Regions from separate parts of the Mus musculus genome. Here region 2 is linked to region 1. Evidence: chromatin contacts called from public HiChIP or PLAC-seq data. All regions are on one chromosome and are shown on one strand. The core of a region is the stretch at or near the end of the contact, and the rest is flanking DNA. Distances in the headings are between cores, read along the strand shown. Region 1 overlaps Gm33843 (a long non-coding RNA gene). Region 2 overlaps Gm33897 (a long non-coding RNA gene).

Evidence for each region. HiChIP or PLAC-seq counts read pairs in DNA pulled down with a chosen protein or histone mark.
Region 2: an HNF4G HiChIP or PLAC-seq map of pancreatic cancer cells shows a contact between it and region 1. The contact joins two enhancer-like sites. A contact is called at or near these places in 2 of 484 Hi-C or Micro-C datasets (both in uterus) and 2 of 115 datasets of contacts at active chromatin or transcription factors (CD8 T cells and pancreatic cancer cells).

What each region holds. Positions count from the first base shown.
Region 1 is chr10:96,555,507-96,560,443 of GRCm38.p6, forward strand. All of the region lies in intron 3 of Gm33843 (a long non-coding RNA gene), which reads right to left. Among named protein-coding and RNA genes, the nearest start is that of Gm33843, 41 kb to the right of the region's middle. Within about 2 kb of position 2,060, at least 25 of the 459 cell types and tissues checked have an H3K27ac peak or open chromatin away from gene starts, as enhancers often do. A contact at or near this core is called in pancreatic cancer cells, where this site is marked.
Region 2 is chr10:96,720,713-96,725,649 of GRCm38.p6, forward strand. All of the region lies in intron 2 of Gm33897 (a long non-coding RNA gene), which reads left to right. Among named protein-coding and RNA genes, the nearest start is that of Gm33897, 7.4 kb to the left of the region's middle. Within about 2 kb of position 1,964, at least 146 of the 459 cell types and tissues checked have an H3K27ac peak or open chromatin away from gene starts, as enhancers often do. A contact at or near this core is called in pancreatic cancer cells, where this site is marked.

The DNA.
Region 1 (4,937 bases), core at 810-3,309:
TCCTTTCTTCTTCTCTCTTCTTCTTCTTCTTCTTCTTCTTCTTCTTCTTCTTCTTCTTCTTCTTCTTCTTCTTCTTCCTCTTCCTCTTCCTCTTCCTCTTCCTCTTCCTCTTCCCCTCTCTCCCTCTCTCCCTCTCTCTCTCCTTTTCTTTTTTCTTTCACTTATTTACTTATGACTGATGGATTGATGTTATAAAGGCAATTGGAAAGCATAGTGCCTTATACTTGCCAGATAAAAATTCTACTACTGGTCCATAGCTCCATCCCCTTTTCAAGACTCTTTTGCTTTGAGACAGAGTCTCCCTTACTTGCCCAGGCTGGCCTTAAAGTCACTGCAGTCTACACACGCTTTGACCTCTTGATCCTCCTGCATCAGGCTCCCAGGTAACTAGGACTACTGACCACCAGGCCATGCTTTCATGTTAGCCTATAATGGACTCAGAATATTTGTGAGTCAAGATGAGAAAACCAGCGGGAATTCTAAGAATAGCTCAGCATTTTCCCAGAAAAGGACTGCCCCTTTCTGCCTGGCTTTTGGTTTTGTTTTGTTTTGTTTTGTTTTGTTTTTTCCTCAGATAGTGTTTCACTACGTACCCTTGGCTGACCCAGAACTCATTATACAGACAGCTATAGTAATGCAATAATAACTCTCAGTACTGTTACTATTTTCACAGCTCTACAACGGTGGGCATTTCAACACCTCTCAAAGCCCTATGCTTGCCCAATTCCCTTTATAAAATCAATCCATCAATCATAAGTAAATAAATGAAAGGAAAAAAGAAGGAAGGAGTGAGGGAAGGAGGGAGGGAGGGAAGAGAGAAGAAAGAAAGAAAGAAAGAAAGAAAGAAAGAAAGAAAGAAAGAAAGAAAGAAAGAAAGAAAGAAAGAGGAATGGATGATGAAGGAAAAAGGAGGACAGAAGGAAGGAAGGAAAGGAGGAAAGGAGGAAGGACGCTTATCTGTAAAAGGAGCTATCCATCTAGGTCTCGAGCACTACAATTAAATGCATGCTCCTCCCCATCCAGCTTCCTTGTTCTGTCTCTATATGAGGTTTTTAAGTAGGACACAGTGTCAGATGCATGACTGAGGCAGACAATTTTGCAAGCCTAATGGTCTGCATCTACAGACAGTTAGCCATGTTGGTCTCAGCTGCTTCAGGGTGGTCTCCAATCTTTACTGTCTGAGCAGTCAGCAATGATAACCTGCTGCAATACAGCTCTGTTCTTTTACCAGCCTTGGCCACCTTGTACTTTACCTCTTTCTTTCATGTGCCTGTCTGGCTAGCCAACCTCAGTAGCATCTCATGGAGCTGTAAGTTAATCCGCATTGCAAGTGTTTTATGGTGAGTGCCGTACACAGGTTGTATTTCTAAACGGCCGCAGCTACCGTCAGTACTATTACTACTGTCACAGGTATGCACGGGTTGACATTTCAATGCCTCTCAAAACACACCTTGCTTCAGCTTACCGTAGGTCAGACCTAACTCTTGACTGAAAAAGAATCCTTAAGGAAGCAATGATTGTCAAACTAGCTCTGTATCTGGCTTCTGGACCTCAGTACGCTGCGTTAAAGTCATCATAGCCCTAGGTGTGCAGCCTCTAAACACCAAAAAGAGCAGTGGAAAAGGAGACAAGCCCTTGGGACATTGTGACCAGCTGGGAACTGATCTTCTTCCTCTTTCCCTCTCCCTCTCCCTCCCCCCTCTCCCCTCCCCCTCCCCCCTCTTCCCTCTCCTCCCTCTCCCTCTCCTCCCTCTCCCTCTCCTCCCTCTCCCTCTCCTCCCTCTCCCTCTCCCTCTCCCTCTCCCTCTCCCTCTCCCTCTCCCTCTCCCTCTCCCTCTCCCTCTCCCTCTCCCTCTCCCTCTCCCTCTCCCTCTCCCTCTCCCTCTCCCCTCAGCTAGTTCAAACTCATCCCCTAATCCTCCGAAGCCATGCCCTGTTACCTCCTTTGGGAGTTACCTCCAGGCTTCAACTGGCTTCCTGACCTTTGGCAGACAGAAGCCTGCTGATGTCGATCACCCTGGCAACACATTGTGGCTTTTTCTTTTTCAGTGAATCACAGGACAGGAATGGAGCCAGAGGAATAGCATCTTCAGAAAGTAAACCCCAGAGCCACCAGTGGCCAGGGAGAATATTGAGAGTTTGGATCCAGACCTCCTAAAGATCATCTCCTTAATTCCTCCATGAGCCTTGAAACCTCACTACAATGTTTCTTAATCTACAAAATTGGTTCATCTCATGTACACCTGTGGAATGATTGTCAAACCATATTTAGTTAAGCTACTGGCAAGTCAGTAATGAGACAGCTGGCCCTCAAGAAGCATTTGTTGAGGCGGACTCTGTCCTTGGACCTGAACCCCCAGGAAGGATCACATGACCTTTGACCTTCTCAACATTCTAAAAGCTTTCCTGGCAGAAGATACTTCAAGAATTACTGCCCACAAACCTATTGTCACTGTGCAGAGCTGGACACGGAAAGGCTTGTATTCTCCTGTGCACAGCCCTTCTTCAAGGAGCCCCTACCATGGGCTCCCCCTCACAGGCTCCTCCCACCAACAACACCCTCCTCATTCCTGCTCTCTCTACCAGAGATCCCTCTCTCCAGGACAGGTCTTCCATGGTGTGATTCACATCCAGGCTTTCAGCCAGGATCCCCCTTCCTTCCTGACCAACTTTCTCATTCTTCTTTTCCTGCTCGACTTTATGCGATAATCCCTTCTTATTGTGAAAGAAAAGAAAGAAAAGTCAGGTCTGGTGTCACAGGCCTACAATTCTGTCTACTTGGAAGACTGAGAGGCAGCAGAAGGAGGGGGCTCATGAGTTGCCTACCCAGACAACTGACTGAGACCGTGTCCCAAATAAAAAGTGAAGGGAGCAGGGAGGGGAAACAAGAGTTATACATACCCCAGAGACGAAATCAAGGCCTCAGGCCAGTCCCCAACAGTGCAAGAAAACAACAGCAAACATAAAAACATCACCACGATCTAGGCTTTTCAAGGAATAAAAACTACAAGGCTAGTGCTTACATAGGGCATCAATTACTTGCTTAGCTCTCTTCAAACTCTGGATACCACATACTGTGGTCACCACATAATTACAATCAAAGAATGTTATATAACAACGTGTGGTGTGTGTGTGTGTGTGTGTGTGTGTGTGTGTGTGTGTGTGTGTGTGTTTGTGTGTGATCATCAGCACTCTCTGGGGCCAATTTTCTATAAGAACACCATTGTAGTATGAGCACTGAGGGAGAAGGATTCCTGTAAATTGGAGGGTGGCCTGGGCTCTATAGCAAGTACCAGGTATATTAGCTACATTTTTGTTGCACTGATAAAATTCCCTGATGAAGGCAGTATAAAGAAGGCCTGCTTAAAACAAAACCATAAGAACATGAACGCTATCTGGGACTCAAGGACAGGAGGATTGGATGTAGCCGAGGCTAGACAGCAGAAGTTGGGGATAAAGAAGAAGGAACAGAGGAGAATGTGGAGTGGATAGGGTAAGGGAGGGAAGGAAAAAGGGGGAAGATAATTTCTTTAAAGCTGAGTAGACATTTATTGTCAGTGACCTCATACGTGTGTGGCCAATAACTTCTATGTTCAGGAGACATTAGGTTGGCACACTTAGGAATTTAGACTTCAGAGTCAGTCAGCCTGGGCTCATGTAGTTTCACCATTGGTTTGAACTCTTGAATAAGGTAATTGATCACTCCATGTGTCAATTTTCTCATCTGCAAAATGAAGACCAGGCCTACTTCACAGGTTTAATATCAGCGCTAAACTGCAAAAAAAAATCCACCTACAGAATAGAGCAAACATTCAATAAACATAAGCTATGGCCATAAGTATCCTAGTGACACAAAACAAGATAATAGATTTACTTAGCCAAGGGAAGACTCAAATGGTACCATGAAATGTACACTAGTGCAGCAAAAACATGGGTCATGAGAGGAAAGGAGCAGAACTCTGATACTCCAGAGTGACCTACCTGATAACCACATGAGCAACTGTACACCCAATACAGACACTGACTCTGCATTAGCCCTAGATAGAGCTGCTTACACACACAGAGGGGCTTCATTCATTTCTTCATTCATTCCACAGAAAAAAGAAAACACACTTGGAGATGAGACCATGTCAGGATGCTTGCTTTCTTACAACACCTCCATTGTTAATATCCACTTGCTTCCCATAGGCACCACAGGAGTGGTACTCTTCACCGAAAACCCACAAGTTCTACGTGCATTTCCGTTTCCGGGTGAGGTTATCCTTCTCATTGAAAAATATGCATTGAAGCTAGGTATGGTACCATTTGCCCTTAATCCCAGCACTTAAGAGATTCAGGCAGGAAGATCAAAGCAAGTTCCAGGTACAAGTTCCAAGCCACCCAGTGATATATAATGGGAGGCTCTCTCAAATTATTTTTAAAAAAAAAAGTTTGCATAATACATTAGTTAGACCAATGTATGCTATTTCAATATGTACATATGCAATGATGATGAAAACTGAACAGTTCATTCATCCTGTCTATGAAGAAAACATGAAATCTGGCTATTTTGAAACCCATGACATATTATTTAGTTTTTAAAGGAACCCATACTTTGGGAATTACGGGTTTTTATTGTGCATGTGTTGATGATGTTTATAAGATTGTTTTTTAAGTTCTAAATGCCAGGTGTGACATGATAAAGCCCCAGTCCCAGTTCTTAGGAGGCTATGGCATAAGAATACGCGTTCCTGAACTGCATATCAAAGTCTGTCTCAAAAGGAAGCAAAGGGGTTGGGGATTTAGCTCAGTGGTATAGGCCCTGGGTTCAGTCCTCAGCTCTGGGGGGGAAAAAAAAGACAAAATAAAAGGAAACAAAAAGTGTTGATATAAATATCAACAACAGAACTCTTTGTGACAAAAATATATCAATTCTGGGCTTTTCTTGGAGTCAGCAG
Region 2 (4,937 bases), core at 714-3,213, 170 kb after region 1:
GTCATTGACTACTTATCTGAACGGCTGGTCTGGCTGGCACCACCTTTGAAAAAAGTGACAGAATTTGATTCCATTGCAAAAGAACGAAAGAAAGGAAGAAAGAAAGTGAGAAAGAAAGGAAGGAAGGAAGAAAACAGCTTGTCTTTGGTGAGATGAACTTTTTTTTTAAGATCTAGAAAATGGCTTTCCTTTTTTCTTTTTCTTTCTTTCCAGACTGGAAAAAAAAAAAAAAAAGAAAAAGTAAAAAAACCTATGAAATAGGAGTTTAAGTGCTCTGGAATCCAGTTTCAAAAGAGAACCTTTCATGGCATCCCAAGACATTTTGTTTTTACCCAGTTAGTTTAGGTGATTCAGGTTTTCTTTGGTCTCCTTCTAGTCCCCGTGAGAAAGACTGCTTCTCTGAACAGGATAAACCCATGTGACACTGTGAGGTTTTGCTTTGACTTCTCAGTCTTGTGCCCCAGTCTCACATTGGGTAATTGTCATCTGCCAGCCTGTGGTCGACAGTCTTTCTGATTCTGAAGTGGCCATCGTATGGAGTTGTTAGTCCTTAGAAATCACAGAGCCACAATGGGCAGGGTCCTGAGATCTAGTGTGAAGACTCTGTCAGGCCAGATTTAGCTCTCCTTAATGAGGATCTGCCTGCACTCACTGTCTTTACCACAGCCCCAGGGGTGAATAATTTCCTTTATTTTTTCTATAAGGAGTGCGGGGTGGGGACGGGTATCAGCGGGAGCCTTCGGGTGTCTTAAGCAGTCAGAGGTCACATGTCCTGCTTGTGATTTGCTAGGTCAGCTGAGGCGGGCTTGTGATGCTTTTGTAGTTAGCTCTTCTGTGTCTTGAAAGAATGGATATGCAGACAAGGCTTCTGTGGGATGGGATGTGCTATTGGGTCGGATAAGGGAGGTGTGCCCTTGAGAGCTCCTCTAAAAGGAAAAAAAAAATTGGCTAGAAAGATAGTAGGAGGTCTTTGTGGTGAGATAGCATGGGTGGAGGGGGTATATTCCAGCTATTTCAGAAGTTTGCGGGTGACTGCTCAGGTGGCTTGTGGGGACAGTTTTTGTTTGTTTGTTTGTTTTTAAAACCAAGCCTGTGAAGCTGGGGATGTAGTTCAATAGGTAGAAAGCTTGCTTAGCTTAGCATGAATGAAGCCCTGGTTAGTATCCCTACTACGGCGTTAAACTGAGCGTGGTCCCGTGTGCCTTTAATGCTATTTAATTCCTATACTTAGGTGTTGGAGGAAGGAGAATCTGCACACACAGATTCATCTTCTATACATACCAGCCTGGATTACCAAAATGAAACAACGAGAAATTGGGAGAACATAGTGAGCAAGTGGGCTACACAACAAAAAGGTCAAATGCCCCGCGCTGTACTTCAGAACACGGATGGCCAGTCTCCCTTGTTAGTTCTGGTCTCGTGCTCAATTTGGGCCATAGTAAACACGGGAAGGCACACACAGCCAATCCTAGAAGGTGCAGAGGTTAGCACACTCTGGCTTTGTCTCTTCATGATCCAGATGGCACCAGATCTCCCAGAGCTGCCATGCTTTTAGAAATATTCCCAGAAATTATTACGAGTTTATGAAGGATGACAAAACCTCTTCAACTTCCGATGCAAACACATTTGCGACAGAAAATGGATTAACTTCTGATTCCTGTATGTTCAAACCCTAGTTCAGCTTTTTCATCCACCTGGGCATAACAGTGGGGCCGAGTTTTTCCTCCTCCTGATGTCCTTTGTTCCCTCCTTTCTATTTCCTTCACTTGTTTCAAACTACGGGCAAGAACCAGTCTCTTCATGCATGTGAATTTCCCACTGGCAGGATCCCAATGCTCAGATTCACTGTTTCCCCAATGAGACTCATTCTCTGCTCAGCGTGTGATAGAAGCGCCTGGTCCTGCTTTAGCCCTGCCTGGGCCTGTCCTAGCAGCTTGTACAAATGTAAACACAGGCACTACAACTGTGGCTCACTGTGGAGGGCGGGGCTAGGGGCCAGGGTCCAAGACACGCCCAGAAATGCTCTCCCTCCCTTCGGGTTGCTCCTCCCACAGCCTGCTTGTTTCCAGAGCTTTACAGTGGAGCCACAAAACAGGAGGGTTCTATGGGGGTAAAAATCCGCCTGTTCTGGGCTGTGGCAATTTGCAAGTCCGTGGTATTCGTCCCTTTAACAACTTCCTGCAATGACATTTCTGTCAGGATGATGGGCAAATATGTGGTCAAGGCTTTAAATGCCAGATCCACACAGTTCATTGTTTTTACTAGCTCGCCTCCAGGAGTGGACCTTGATACCCACAAGAAGAATTTAATTAATTAGGCTGTGCTATGTATCTGAGTGCTTTTCCACATTTCTCTATTGTCTCATTTGCAACAAAGGTGCAAATCGCGGCCTTTGACATTTCCGCTGGAAGGAGCTCTCTCAGAGAACTTCATGAAACCAACCTCACCACTCTGGAACCGTGCAAGGAAAACCAGTGTTTTAAAACCATGGTAGACTTGAACACGTACTTCCCTTGCATGACATGAAACACAGAGACAACATACTTACATGGTTCAGGCCAATGAGAACAAATTCCTATCTGTCAAAACCACACAGGCAAACAAGAAGAGCCAGCCCACAAGTTGTCTTTAGTGTGACCGGAGGAACAACAGTATTTTACTCTAGTCTGTATAGTAAAAGTTACTCTTAAAACTCAGTATCACCAGACACTATGGTTTGGACATTGCTGTCTCTGGTCCTTTAAAGAAGGCTAAGGAAAGGTTCTCCATTCTCTTTTAGAAAAGATGAGATAATATTGGATTGCATGGATATCTGCTTAGACACATAGCCACTTTCTGAAAAGAAGAGAAGAGAAGAAAAGAAAGAGGGTATCAGGTTATGTCTTCTTGTGGGAAGTGCTCGTGTCCCACTTTCTGTGGCTTCGGCTGGGCTCTAGTCCCAGGATGCTCTCTCCATATCCGGGCCTCTTGCTCATGCGCTCCCCAGTTCTTTCTTGTCCATAGTGAGAGACTCAGGGCTGGATCCATCCACAGGGAGCTTTGATGAGAGGCAGGTTTTACATCTTTGAGAATGTCTGCTAGGATTGTTTTGGAACCTGTTGAAGAATGAGGCGAAACAACAAAACAGAGCCACAAGGTAAAAGACGGGAGCCAGAACACACAGGGTGAGCATCCAGTCTTGAGACTACATTTAAAGTCCCAGATCCGCATGCGGCTAAATTCAACTTGTTTCTGGCGTTTGCGCCTAACCCGTAGCAGCCATTTCTTTGTCGCAGGCAGTTTTAGTTGGGTCTGTTTCATTTATAGCCGCTCAGTCTGATTACTAGCCCGGGTGATAGATAGAGCACCTTCTCATTTAAGTTTCACAAAACTCCTTTTACAGAACGGAAGCAGGTTAAGAAAGGGGCAGGCACATGCATGAAGGTCCTTCTAGGAAGAGCAGCAGATCTAGGTCTCAAACTCATTTATGCTTTATTCTAAAATTCCAGGCTCAGCCTACGGGAGTCAGCTAAGCCAGGCCGTTCAGTAACAGCCAGCAGCTTGCATAGCTTGAAGGGTAATTCATTAATTCTTCGAGTGTTTCTCGAAATGCGTTTTGATCTTATTTGCCTGGTCTCCTATCTCTTTTCAGACCAGTCCTCAATTCCCTACCCACGGACACTTTTTTTTTTTTTTTTAATTTTATCTATCAGGACCAATTTGTGCTGTCCAAATAGTCTTGGATATCTGGAGAGTAGCCACTGGAGAGTGGACTACTTTAGGGGGCGGGGTTGGGGGGGGGGAGGGCGCTACATTCTTAAAGAAAAGGACTCTGTTTTCAGGTTTCAACAGCAGTTGACAGACAGTTGCACTGCTGGTCCCAAATGGTTTATTACTAAGCATACTCAGTCTTAGGGGCGGAGTCCTCTCTGCCCCTTCTTCCCCAGCAGGCGCCTTCTCTCCTCTTTCTGGTCTACATTCTGAGTAGCAGGCATTTTAAACAGAAGTTTCCTCAGTAGCTTTTGCCTCCTCAGGATACCTGTCATCTACGGAGGAGGAAACTCCATCGTTAGTACCAATCGTTAGGCTGGGGACTCCACAGATCAGGCTTGGGGACAAGAGTGTGGTCTATAAACCCGATTGAAGAGGTTTTTATTTTCCATGATAAAGTGCAAACAAGGAGACATTAGCTTGACCCCGTTCCCTCCCTGGGTGTGTGCAAGTTTTATAGAGCACAGAGTTCTGTCTTGAAAATGGAAGAGAAGAAGGTAAACACTAGCCTGGGAACTGAGGTGCTGGCTCCAGCTGGGAGGTCAGCTGTGCACCCATGACACCCGAAAGCTGTGATGTGGTAGATAACAACCCCCCACTGCCTGCCACAGCTGAGCTCCTCCCAAGAAGGTGCAGCTCAGCTCCGTGAGACCCAGGAAATGGGTCACTCAGCCACCTTCTTTGTCCCTCTCAGCCTCTTGTTGAAATCCTTGGGGGATGTTTTTGAGAGAGTAAGACGTTCCTTGGAGTTTTGTGAATTGCAAAATGTTCAAAAACAGACAAAGGAAAAGTCACAAGCTTTTTGCATAGAAGGCAGCTGCTTTGTGGACCTGTGGGGTTAGGTAAAGAGATGAGGGGAGACTGGGGCCAGGTGTGCAAACAGTCCAGTCCTCAAAAGCAGTAAATGTAAGTGAAGTGACGGACCTCCCCAGATACTGAGATTTCTGAGAGCTGACTGTCCTCTTCAAAGGGCGAAGCTGAGCAGCCTGGGAATGGCTTTTAGGCTATACATTCATAAGCTTTTCAATGAGCTCTGTCGACAGTGTATCTCTTCCAAGGATATATACCCTTGATAAGGAGTAAAATCTTGCTCCCACTCTCAGGGAGCCAAATCTAATATTAGTTCCTTGTGTCTGAGATCTGGAATGGGTAGGGAGATTAAGAATGATTTCTGTAGGTCTCGTAAA